4 separate regions of the Mus musculus genome follow, and all the other regions are linked to region 2. The links are chromatin contacts, called in public promoter capture Hi-C maps. All regions are on one chromosome and are shown on one strand. The core of a region is the stretch at or near the end of the contact, and the rest is flanking DNA. Distances in the headings are between cores, read along the strand shown.

The links. Promoter capture Hi-C pulls out the DNA fragments that hold promoters and counts their contacts.
Region 1: a promoter capture Hi-C map of neutrophils shows a contact between it and region 2, with 2.9 times the contacts expected there. The contact joins the promoter of Hook2 here to the promoter of Prkaca in region 2. A contact is called at or near these places in 7 of 39 promoter capture datasets (the 3T3-L1 cell line, cranial neural crest, fetal liver and 4 more) and 1 of 115 datasets of contacts at active chromatin or transcription factors (bone marrow-derived macrophages).
Region 3: a contact with region 2 is called in a promoter capture Hi-C map of liver, with 4 times the contacts expected there. The contact joins the promoter of Tnpo2 here to the promoter of Prkaca in region 2. A contact is called at or near these places in 7 of 39 promoter capture datasets (the C10 cell line, cranial neural crest, frontonasal cranial neural crest and 3 more), 1 of 484 Hi-C or Micro-C datasets (B cells) and 1 of 115 datasets of contacts at active chromatin or transcription factors (embryonic forebrain).
Region 4: a contact with region 2 is called in a promoter capture Hi-C map of neutrophils, with 3 times the contacts expected there. The contact joins the promoter of Fbxw9 here to the promoter of Prkaca in region 2. A contact is called at or near these places in 3 of 39 promoter capture datasets (hematopoietic stem and progenitor cells, neutrophils and pre-B cells).

Annotation. Positions count from the first base shown.
Region 1 is chr8:84,988,835-84,991,995 of GRCm38.p6, forward strand. It overlaps Hook2 (hook microtubule tethering protein 2), which reads left to right and starts at 1,789. Exons shown (of 21, transcript NM_001372357.1): 1 at 1,789-1,918; 2 at 2,385-2,470; 3 at 2,543-2,615. The coding sequence starts at 1,874.
Region 2 is chr8:83,971,429-83,974,385 of GRCm38.p6, forward strand. Prkaca (protein kinase, cAMP dependent, catalytic, alpha) reads left to right here and starts at 1,550. Exons shown (of 10, transcript NM_008854.5): 1 at 1,550-1,804. The coding sequence starts at 1,759.
Region 3 is chr8:85,035,118-85,038,244 of GRCm38.p6, forward strand. Tnpo2 (transportin 2 (importin 3, karyopherin beta 2b)) reads left to right here and starts at 1,776. Exons shown (of 25, transcript NM_001364032.1): 1 at 1,776-1,860.
Region 4 is chr8:85,058,531-85,061,559 of GRCm38.p6, forward strand. Fbxw9 (F-box and WD-40 domain protein 9) reads left to right here and starts at 1,589. Exons shown (of 10, transcript NM_026791.2): 1 at 1,589-2,006. The coding sequence starts at 1,598. It overlaps A230103J11Rik (RIKEN cDNA A230103J11 gene), which reads right to left and starts at 1,930. Exons shown (of 4, transcript NR_110582.1): 1 at 1,877-1,930.

The DNA.
Region 1 (3,161 bases), core at 539-3,038, 1.0 Mb after region 2:
TGTAGCCCTGGATGTCCTGGAATTCTCTCTGTAGATCAGGCTGGCCTCAAACTCAGAGATCTGCCTGCCTCTGCCTCCCAGTTTCATTTAAATCTTGACTTCTTGAACATCTGGACACCTGTGATATCACACCAACGCTGGGACACCTTAAGTCACTTCCCAGACCTGGATTCTCAGATTTCTCCTAAACTTCAAAATCCCTGCAATGCAACCTTCACCCTAAATTTTTGTGTCCCAGAATGTCACACATTCTTTTAACAATCATGGTTCCTGGTAACAGTGTGTTTGTGTGTAGGACAGCACAGCTTTGTTTCCACTGTGGGGCATCAACTCTGGTGGATGTGGGATGGGGGAGCCAGTTGGCAGGCCCCATGCCCAGTCCAGTCTGGAAGCACACTCCCTTCTATACCTTTCCACAGGGTCTCAGGGACTGGAATCAGGAAAACAAGGCGTGAGGGTCTGTGGAAGTGTGAATCAGCCTCCAAGGCTCTCTGGTGTGTGCAGCTGAGAGTTTGAGTGGGTTGCAACCGAGTGTCTGTAGTAGATTAACAACTCTAGTAAGATAGAGGGCGGGTGGCTGATGTCGCTGGGCTCACCCAACCAGGACAGGGTCGCTGGACTGGATCCCGGCTCATTGCCTGGATGGAAGCAGAACATTATCCCCCTCCGAACTGAACCCGCCCCAAAGCAGAGCCGGCTCCACTCCTCCCTCTGGGCACATTTAATAGCCTCTAATTACAGCACATTACCCCACCCGCCAGAGAGGGGAGGGGCTACTAGTGGACCCAGGGGTCAAAGGGCGTGGTCTGGGCTTTACCCCTGGCGTCAAAGCCCGTGTACTTTGTAGCCGCTGTTTACTCATTTGCAAAGCGGCGGATTAAAAAAAAATTAAATAAAAAAATTAAATAATACAGTTTCTAAAATTAAGAAACAAAACCTGGGAATTAAAGTAGCCCTTGTCTCCTAGGGTCGTGGAAAACATTCAATTGTCTGTAGATATATAGCTTATTGTAAAGTCTGAAAACAGTAAGCACTCCACAAATGATGTCTTGAGACTTTATTGTCAAAAAATTCTAAGCTCTCTGCGCTCCCCTAAACCGGCTCAACCGGTGGACGCACCCTTTTCCCAGAAGGATGCGTTCCTACGTTCTGCGCGCCCCCTGGTGGGCTTCAGATCACCCGCAGCTTTGGCCAGGTCGAGTGTTTTTTAGGGCAGGAAGGTGCTCAAAGCACCCGGGGCCGGGAAGGAGCAGAGTAGCTCGCAGGAAAGAGACCCCGGGCTGGGCAAGTGCTATGTCCTTTACTCAGGACATACTTGACCCTTCCTGCTCCCAACCATACCCGAGTTTTCAGAAGGACTCCAGCCAGAATCACTTCTCTGGGGAAGACGCTTTTAAGATCCTCTCACTCCACGACTACAGGATTTATAATTATTCTCTGCGCCCACATTAAGAAAGGCTCAGATCATAACGCGGCTAAACCGGAGGATTTCTTTCAGCTTTGGGGGGGAACCATTAAAGTGCCTGTGAAACTGGGTGCGGTAGATCCGCCTTAAAAGGATCTTGAGGACCACTCCACTACATAAAGAGAAGCCGCGAGGAGTGGAGGTCACCAGCAGCAGGACTGAGCCAGACTGACACCTAGCGGCAGAATGTGCACTTGCCTATGTCCCGCATCTAAGATGGCGAGGCAAGTGTTTGCAATGGGAGATCACGTGTCTGGGGCGGAGCCTATGGCTAGGGGGCGGGGTGGAGCGGGGCGGCGCTCTAGGCCGAGCGGGAGGTCTGGGCTTCGGGCGCTCGCTGGTGGCGGACCCGGAGGCTGCTGCTGCGTGCCGGGGCTCCTTGGCCCGGATCGAATTCGATCCGGAGCCATGAGTGTGGACAAGGCCGAGCTATGCGGGTCTCTGCTCACCTGGGTAGGTCGGGGGGCGGGGCTGGGTCAGGTGTGCGCCCTCTCCTCTCGTCCTGTCTTGGTCTTCTTTCCTCGGTTTTGGACCTGGAAGGAGGAATAGATCGTAGGCTTGCTGGGCCGTTGGACTCTGACCTGACCACCTGCGTCTGTCACGTGGGCAGGCCTGAGCGAAAAGACCAGGTGAGGCCACGCCCCTCTGGAGGGCACAGGCCTGGTCACATGTTAGCAGTGGGGACCAGGTGACTGGTGGTAACGCCCTGACCTAGGTTTGCAGGGTTTGCCAGGATAGGTAAAATGAAGCCACGCCCCGTCCTTGCCTAGGCGTGTAGAAGTCACGCCCCCGAAGATGTGATATGTTGGTGCTACAGGCTAATGCCTTTCTAACCCCGTGAAATGTCTGATGGCTGGGGAAAAAGTCTGCAATTCCAGGTCCTCAATTTTCCTGTTGCCCTTCCGTCTTCCCCCTTTAGTTGCAGACGTTCCAAGTTTCACCCCCCTGTGCCAGTCCCCAGGACCTGAGCAGCGGACTCGCCATAGCCCATGTGCTGAATCAGATGTGAGTGTGGCGGCTGAGTGGGAGGATCCTGAAGGGCTCCCCAGCCTGCTCATCCCATCTTTCTGCCCCTAGAGACCCTTCCTGGTTCAACAACGAATGGCTCCAGGGCATCTCAGAGGACTCAAGCCCCAGCTGGAGGTTGAAGGTGACAGGTGGACTCATGACTAGGGAATAACTAGAGGACTTAAGGAGGTGAAGGCAAAGGGAAAGCTAGATACATGTCCTGTGCGATGGACAGGCAGTCTTGTCAGGAAGAGAGCCAGATGTCTGGTGATCAGCAAGCTATTTTTGTTTATATTGAGCACCCACAATAGGACAAAAAAACTTGCCACCATTCTTATGATGTGGGCAAAAGCACACACACAACACATGTTAACTTCCAAGAGGTGTGCTGGCAAATGCTTGTAATCCCAGCTATGGTGGTGTGTTAATACAGGAGGGTGGTAAACCATCCATCATCCCGTCTCAAAACCTTTAAAAGGCCAGGGATATAGTTGGCAAAAGAGAATTTGCTCACCCTACACAAGGTCCTGAGTTCAATCCCAAGTAGCAGGGTATGCTGGGTGGGGGGTGGGAGGGGGGATGGGCAGGGGTAGCCAGACCATGTGGCACACATGGAGTCCCAGTACTTAGCAAGCCAGAGGATCAGGACATCAAGGTTATCTTGGGTGGCTACACAGTAAGTTAGAAC
Region 2 (2,957 bases), core at 300-2,799:
ATCAGAGATGGAGTATTTGTCTGTTCAGCCAACTCGCATAATCCAGAGGAACCGTACTTTCTGGCAGGGTACTTTCCCCCTCGGGGACTGCAGCTGACCTAGTAGCAGGAGTACATATAGTTATTGGCTTAGAAGCTGGTTGTGCATTGTTGAGCAGTGAGTCTATAGGTATATGTACCTCAGAGTCAACTACCCTTTGGAGTCCAGGAGAGGTAGCTCATCGTCCACTCAGCACCGTCCACCCAGCACCGTCCACCCTGGCCACCCTCTATTACAGAGCTCTGGTGAGGGTAGGGATAATTTGTTTCCAAGAGTACATTTAGCAGTATCTGGAGATGTTTGTGTTGTCCCAGGCAGCAGACAGATGGAAGAGTACCAGCATCCAGAGTGTGAGGGTGGGGTTCTGATATCAACCTAGTGTGCAGGAGACCCTCCAGCAGAGTGCTCAGGCCCCTGGTGTCAGTGGCAAGGTGGGAAACTGACCACGTTCTGACAGTGCAGACTTGAAAGAACACCGAGTGAGGTTCTAGTTCAGTGGTACAATGCTTACTTCGCAGGGAGTATGCATCGTGTTCAATCCCCAGCATTGCATAAAAACAAAATTTAAAGATGAGCATCCAGAAGGAAGGAGAACGGCTCTCTTCCTGCCCAAAAGGGGCAGGTTATGTTGGTCATGTCTAGGCAATGGAGATTAGTTAAGAGCAAGGAACTAGCCTGACCGAGCCTCCATAAAATGGGAGTATGGCAGGCCCAACGTGCAAGGTACAAGAAGTAATGCACTTGGCTGGCGTCCGTAGTTACTACTTTTCAGGGGCCTAGGGTTGAGCCTTAGCAAAGAGTGTAGATACTCTGAGTCTCCTCCCAGCACGCCCTCAGTTCTGGGTCCAACATCCCCTTGCAGCTCCAGTTGTGTCGCGAGCAAACCAAAGCGGACCCCGAGCTAGTTGGGTCACGGCTGCCCAGTGTCGGGCCTCCTTATGAATGACACCGAACGGCGCCCGGCGACCCTTGACCCTCGGCGCCAGCCCGCCCCTCCCCCCCTGGCAGGTGGACAGCCGCTGCGCCGGCCCGCCGTGGCGTCAACCTCTGGCCCGTGGCCGCTGCCGCACTGGGCAGGGGCGGGAGACTGCAGCGCGCACATTGCCGCACGGGCGTCCGCCGGGCCGCCTCCCGCACCTCGCAGCGCCTGCCACCCAGCCACCCTCCAGCCGCCGCAGCCTCCGCCCCGCCCGCTGCCCGGGCCGCAGCCTGAGCCGCTGCCCCGCCCTCTCACCCCGGGACTGACACTAGCCGGGGCCGCCTGTCTCCGCCAATCGACGGCTTCGCAGGGGCAGCCCCAAGCCCTCTCGGGCTTCTCGGCCAATCACGTGCGTTCGCCCGCCCGACTGCGGCCTCACGAGCCCGTGAGTGGCGGAGAGTCTGCAACTCGCGTCACTCATCCAGGAGCCTATGGTGGCGCGGGAGGGTTCCGGAGGGCCAATGGACAGCGGCGTAGGGCTGTCAGTCAGGGAGGCCTGAACCAATGGGCGGTGGGCTGCGGGGGCGTCACGGACAGAGGACTTGGGCTGAGGCTCCCCCGCGGGCGGGCGCAGAGAGACGCGGGAAGCAGGGGCTGGGCGGGGGTCGTGGCGCCGCAGCCAGCGCAGCCAGCCCCAGGGGCCGCCGCCTCCGCTGCCCAGCGCGCTCCGGGGCCGCCGGCCACCTTAGCACCCGCCGCGTCGCAGCTCCGGGACTGGCCCCGGCCGCGACGCCGCCGCGATGGGCAACGCCGCCGCCGCCAAGAAGGGCAGCGAGCAGGAGAGCGGTGAGTGCCCGGCCGTCACCCTGATCTTCACTGCGTGCGGCCTGCCCGCGCAATGCCCATCACTGCATGGCCCCTCCCCCATATGCCCCCCCAATCTTGTCTGCCTGCACCCCTGCCTGCTGCCTGTTCACGTTGGGGTCGGATCACCGCAGAGATACTTTGCCCCCAGTAGGGCCTGGTGCCCATGGCCTACCATCCCCCACTGCAAAGGCCGTGCCCCCCCACCCAGCTGTCACTGCCAACCATTGCATGTATGACCGCCGGGGCCCCAGATGAGGCCCTGTCACCACACCAACCCCTCTTCTCCTAGTCCCTTTCTCCAGATTCTATACCCCCTCCCACTTCGTCACTTACCTTTCCCACACAGCGCCCCAATGCCTGACCCTGATCCAGGCTCCTGCCAGTTTCGGGAGTGCTGTGGGGTCCACGCTGCAGGGACCTTGGCCACTTGGTGACCACACCCCTCCCCCTCCAGCCCCCGCCATCTTTCTCCTACCCCTGCCCGATTCACCTCATCACAGCTCCCACCTCCAAGCCACCCCCACCCCCATGAGCATTTCCCGGGGCCACCTCCTGCATTGTTTTTCCCTTCTGTGTCACTTGGCATGGGGGACAAGATCTTTCTGGGTCCCTCTGCCCCTCTCATCCTGTCACTCCACCTCCTCCGTGCATTCGTCTGGCCCTGGCTGGGGTGGCAGACTGTTTATGAACCTAGAGAGCTGCTTCTGCGCTTCCTTATCCAAGTTGGAGCTGGTCTTGCTCAGAGCCATTACGTCTGTCCTTTTTCTTGGGTTGCGGGTGAGGTAAAGCGGCAGAGCACCCTCCTGGCCTACCCTGAGGTCTGGGTTCCTTAGAAGGCCCCTCAATAAATGGTCGTTTCACAACTGCGGTTCTGTCGTTCACCCAGCCCCTGGGGCTGGTTTGAAACTGCGGATGAAATGAATAGCAAAGGCTCATTCCACTGAATGGGGATGGTCAGAAGAATTGCGCGCATTGGGGTAACGCCATCCAGCAATAGGTGACAGCTAATGATTTGGTTTGCTTAAGACAGATGGATTCTGTGCATACCGAGGGCTCACCCAGAGGGAGGTATATCCACACACACATACACACACCCCCCCCCCAAAAAAAAAACCATGCTGAATTTTTCTAG
Region 3 (3,127 bases), core at 526-3,025, 1.1 Mb after region 2:
CCTCGGTAGTACTTTGGGATTCGAATCATGGTTACTTTAGTAAATATTGGTTTAAGCAGGGCGAGAAGAAAACGAACCTGCAGTCAACTGGGGAGCTGTGCTTAGAGCTACATTTTCAAATAATTTATGATTTGAATCATTATTGCTCAATAAGCTTAAGGTCAGGTAAGCATAATTTGGATGGATCATCTCTAACGGAGCAAATTATGCTATATCCACTGAGATAGAGGTGCGGCTGAAGAGTGAATCCCTTATCGGCGGTAGGACTAGGAGGGGATGGAGACGGGAAGGGGGTAGAAGAAAGCACCAGGGTCTCCAATTCTATAATGGTGTACGGCTGAAAAGGAAAAACTACTGAATTCAAACGGCAGAAGCATTCATGACCTGGCTCTTGCCTAAATTGCTCTGGGCAATCCTCATCTCACTTTTAAGGTAGGTTAAGGGATTAGGTCTTCTGATCGAATTTAGCTGCCTTGTTTTATTTTAGAAGTTATTGCCAGGGGCTGAATAAGATGACTCAGCGATTAAGTGCACTTGTTGCTTTGCTACAGGACCCTGGTTTTGAGTGCCAGCAATCGTATATGGCAGCTCACAACTGTCTTGTAGCTCTAGTTCCAGGAGATTCAACACCTGACTGTCTCGTCAGAAACGTGATGCAGACATAAATGCAGGCAAAACAAACATAAATCCGGTGGCGCATGCCTTGAATCCCAGCACTTGGGAGGCAGAGGCTGGCGGATTCTCAGTTCGAGGACAGCCTGGACTACAGATTGAGTTCCAGGACAGCCAGAGCTACACAGAGAAACCCTGTCACGAAAAACAGAACAAAAAATGGCCACGTGTTATTTTTCAGTCCCATGTAAAAAGTGTTTAAACAGCATTGAACAATAACAGGACAGTTGCTCTAGTAAAATCCAGCACCGCCAGCTGCCTGCCCTGCTCTTTACGTCGGTGTAGTGCTGTTTAGGGGAGCGAAAGAGAAAGTTACATTTTAACCCCCTCCCCCAGTTTCTCTGTGTAGCCTTGGCTGTCCTGGAACCAGTTCCATAGATCAGGGAGTGCTGGGGTTAAAGGGGTGCGCCGCCACTGCCCGGCTTCATTTTAACTTATTTTTGATCAAAGGGTTTTGTGATGTAGCTTTCCTGGCACCAGAGGGGTCTACTGTTGCCTTATTCCCTATCCCTGCCCTCCCTCCCTCCCAATCCAGTTCTGAGGCACGCCGGACTGCGGAACAGTTTAAATTTTAGGGAGTTGTAGTAAGGACACGGTTAGCTGTAGTTGAAGGATTCCTAGGTCCATTACACACCGAAAACACCCATGCACTACTAAATTTCTAGCTCCAGCAAAATCTGCAACTCAGTGGGGCTGGGGCCAGTTAAGAGTACTGTGGGCTCTCGTAGAGGACCCAGGTTTGATTTCAGCATCCACATGGCTCACCACCACCAGCTTCACAGGCATCCAATGCAATCTTCTGATCCCCACGGCACTGCGCGCACATGGTTCAGACAAAAATACCAATATACGTTAAAGAAGAAAGAAGAAAGCTGCAGTAAGGAAAAGGAAACGAGACGCTGGGAGGACCTAATGGCAAGAGAGGCCTAGAGGCGGTACTTATTCTCTCACGTGACTCAACTTGGCCAGGGCCACTCTGTGCCAGATCACGTGTGAGTGCTTCGCTCTCCGATTGGCTTTGGTAGGCCAGTTTGAACGGCGTACGGAAGCCGAAATTGTTCATTTCGGCCGCGTTTAATTTTTTTTTTTTTTTTTTTTTTTTAATTCCCTGCCTCTGGCTCCCTCCTTCCGCGCGAGCCTCTGGAGAAGCTGCAGCACTTAGGCGCCGCCGCTGCCTCCCGGGGCCTGGTAGGTGGGCCTCGCTCGGCCGGGGCCCCTTGGCTTCAGCTCGCCTCGAACCTCCCTGGGTTCTGGGCCTGCGCCGCGCGCCGCCCAGGCGTCGGGGTCGCGCCCGGCTGAGAGGCGGGGTACCGGGTTGGGCCAGCTCTCGAGGCCGGCAGAACGGGCCGGGCGGGGGAGGGGGAGCTGATCTGATCTCAAGGGGTGGGGCCTCGGCGCCCGGGCAGGTTCGGGTGCCACGAGATGCGGGCCAGTGGGGCGGCTGGGGTCGGGCTGGAGGGGCGCTGATTGGGGGAATCGTCGGGGGACGTCGCGTGGATCGGGTGTGTGTGGGGATCTGTTTCGGCGGGGCTTGGTTGGGTCTGATTCGGGGGAGACAGCCTTGAAAGTTGAGAGGGGAAGGTTGTTTAGTCCTAATAGGGAGGGGCGTCAGACTTGAGACCAGAGGGCTTTGCTGAGTCTGGCTGCGAGGCGGTGGTGGGATCCGTTGAGGGTAGCGCACCGGGCGGGTGTTTGTGCGGGACTCTGTAAGGGAAGCTGCAGGGATTGGACGGATGGGGTCTCCGACGTGAAGTGATCGGGGGTGAGGGGGTGGGAGGGGGCTTAGGGGAATTTGATTGGGGGAGCTGCCAGAGGTCCGTCAGCATTAATTCCTGCTGACTGGGGCGGAGGGTAAGAGCTAGAGAAGCTTGGCCAGATCTGATTGGGGGCAGGCAGCGGGCATTGGGGGCTTTGGTCGTGGGTTGGGTGATTCTGACTGGCTCTCATTCAAAGAGACATTGGAAACCTATCGGGTATTGCTTGTATTCTGGTTAAGGAGGGTCACAGGGCCGCGTCTAGGTCAGAAAGGGGGCCATGTGGCGTCTACTGAGCTTGTAGAGCCGGTTTAGAAGAGGGAGCAGGGATGAGCAAGATCTGGGCGCTTAGGGACCTAGAGGAGCTCAGAAATCTAGGAGGCGGCTGGCATCTAGTGGAGCTGGAAGGCTGGATTTTGGGGAAGGGAATCCTCGTGGACTGAGCCTTCACCTGAAAGACCGCTGGGGCGGGGCCCCTCGCCCTGGAGGGAGGCGGAAGCCGTGAGGCCCGTAACCGGGGGCGGCGGTGGCGTGGATCGCTTTGGAAAGAGGGTTCCTCGTTAGGCTCGATGTGGATCCGTCGCGCCCCCGCCGCTGGTCCTGATGGCCCGCTTTTATATTCCCCCCACTCGCACTCCCGAGCCCGCGACTGCGTGGCCGAGGATGGCTTAGCTGGCGGGGACCCCGCACTTGGACAGGCG
Region 4 (3,029 bases), core at 339-2,838, 1.1 Mb after region 2:
AATCAAAACCAGGGTAAAATTGTCAGAAGAAAAGCCTTTTATGCCGGGTGTGTCTGTTCATATCTTTAATCTCAGCATTTGGAAGCATTTAGGGTTCAAGGGCTAGCCCTGCCTATATAGTGACCAGGTTTATATAGAGATCAAGATAAGGCTACATAGTGATACCCTTAAAATCAATTAAAAAGAAAGATTATACCTGGACAGGACTGATTGTGGGGAGCTGTGACTCGTCTATGTGAAATTATCCTGGCCTACTACCTTTAGTCCTTAACCATTTATTGCCCACAGTTTTGCCTGACCTATTTGAAATTGAATCAGAGTTCCTAGACAATGGTCATTTGACCCCAAAATAAACTTAGGCGTGGAGCTTAACTGTTGAAGCCATGCAAAGTTGAAGACCTAAATTAGGATTGCCCACATCAGTGTTGGGCACAGGAGAGCAACTCCTGGTGAACAGAGACAGAAGGCTTCCTGAGGCTCACTGGCTGGCCAGCCAGTCTAGCTAAAAGTCATTAGTCAATAGCTGTTTCAAGATATAAGATGCCTGCTGTGAGAGTTGGCTCAGCACATAAAGATGTTTGCTGCCTGTTTACCTTAATTTGATTCCAGAACCTATGTAAAGGTGATGGAGAAGTGACTCCACAGAGTTGCTCTGATACATGTGACCTGTGGTGCACGGGAGCACACACAAAATTTAGGACAATAAACTAAGATGGAGATTGAAGAAGGCCTCCAACCATCTCAACCTCAGGCCTCCAAATGCGTACAAAGCATAAACTCCAGGGCTGAAACGGTCGATGGCCCATGGCTTAAGAGCACTTTAAGTGAGCGAGATAGGTGCCTTTCATTTCAACAGAGAGAGCAGAGGCAGGTCACCCACCGAATTAGAGGCCATCCTGGATTACTTGTCTAAAACAAAGCAGTTGGTCTTGGAGAAGATGAAAATTGGGTTTCTAGCATCCACAAGAGGTGATTGCCGACCTGTAAACCTAGCTTCAGGGGATTCCAAATATAAGAGTAGAAGCCGGATTAAAGGCGTGCCCACTGCCCGGGTTGAGGACCCAGTGACCATTTTTTTTTTTTAAGAATTATTTAGCTGGGTGGTGGTGGCACATGCCTTTAATCCCAGTACTCGGGAGGCAGAGGCAGGTGGATTTCTGAGTTCGAGGCCAGCCTGGTCTACAAAGTGAGTTCCAAGACAGCCAGGGCTATACAGAGAAACCCTGCCTTAAAAAAAAAAAAAAAAAAGGAGTAGAAATAAAAGATAAACGCCGGGCGTGGTGGTGCACGCCTTTAATCCCAGCACTCGGGAGGCAGAGGCAGGTGGATTTCTGAGTTCGAGGCCAGCCTGGCCTACAAAGTGAATTCCAGGACAGCCAGGGCTATACAGAGAAACCCTGTCTCGAAAAACCAAAAAAAAAAAAAAAAAAAAAAAACCATTCACACCCGCACAGGACTAGACGTCTGATTTCCAAGCAATATCTGGCAGGTGTTAGTCTCTGACGTCATCTAATGGGCGCCGGAAGTGATCTCGCGCTGCCTAGGAAACAAGACGCGGCTCTGGCTAAACCTGTACAGCCGCGCCCACCCGGGCGCCATGGATCTTTCCTCAGGGCGGAGTGGGGATCCTCGCTCTTGTGAGGAGGAATCTGACCCCGAGCCAGATCCCGACCCTGACACTCAAGCTGAGGCCTACGTAGCCCGTGTGCTTACCCCTCCCAAGCTTGGCCTGACCCCGCGGCGCTCGTCACTGCAGTCCATGTTCTCCGCGTCCCTAGGCGTGCCGGAGCGAAAGGCCGCCTCCAAAGTCCCGGCCGTGCGCCTACCGGGCCTCTTGAGCCTTCCCCCGGAGCTGCTGCTGGAGATCTGTGCCTACCTGGATGCGCGAGTCGTGCTTCAAGTCCTGCCGTGCGTGTGCCAAGCGTTGCACGACCTCGTGCGTGATCGTGTCACCTGGAGGCTACGCGCTCAGCGCCGCGTACGCGCACCCTACCCAGTGGTGGAAGGTATGCACATCCTTGGGAGACAGGAATTTTGGGGTGCTGCCTAATCCTTGTCGACCACAAGGCCACTTGGTTTCCTCAGGAAGTGCTCTGGACCTGGGATTTCTAAACTTAAAATCCAAAGATTTCCGGGTTTGCGCTTTGTTAGCACAAAGGCCCTAGCCCAAGAATTCCCAAGCTTTGGAAACAACTTGAGGCACAAGCAGCAACTAGCATAACAAAGCCTTTGACCCATGGAGTGTTGATCCAGGATTCGTTAAGAGGTTCTGAATTTCTAGACTCCCGATTGGGATCATTAATACCAGTAATCTTTCAGTTCTAGGTCTAGCCTGTCACCTTTTCTATTTTATTTTATTATTTTGGGGCAGGTTCTCATGTAGCTCCTTAGCCTTACAAGTGTTTGGGCTAGCCTTGTCATCTTTGCAGAGCTGTGTTGTTCCTTCTGCCCTTGAGGTCATTGGTTTCTGGAGGAAGAGACAACTTGAAATCGATGATTTTGAGTTTTTGCTGTTGCTTTTAAGGACAGAACTCAGGGCTTTGGCTATGCTAGGTAAATGCTTTATGACGTGTCCCATCCTCAGCATGTCTCGGACATGTTCCTGGTTCTGATATTGCTAGGTTCTCAGGCTCTTGATTCCTCTAATCTGGAAGAGTTTGATTCTTCTGCATTAGGGAGTTGCCCTCCAACCCCGAGTCAGATTTACAAACAGCTTTGATAAAACAGGTGCTTGGACCTCCTCCAGACCATTGAATGGCTGACCTGAGGTTTAGATTCTGACTTGGGAGGGGGCAGGAAGAGCGACTAGGGATAACTTAGGTAAGTTCTCTACTGCCGAGCCATATTTCCCACCCCTTGGCTTCTGTGTCTTGATGTGGCTTCCTGGTTTATAGTTAGAAGGATTTTTTTTTAATTTTTAATTTTTTGTTTTTTGAGACAGGGTTTCTCTGTGTAGCCCTGGCTGTCCTGGAACTCACTCTGTAGACCAGGCTGGCCTCAAACTCAGAACTCCGCCTGTCTCTGCCTCC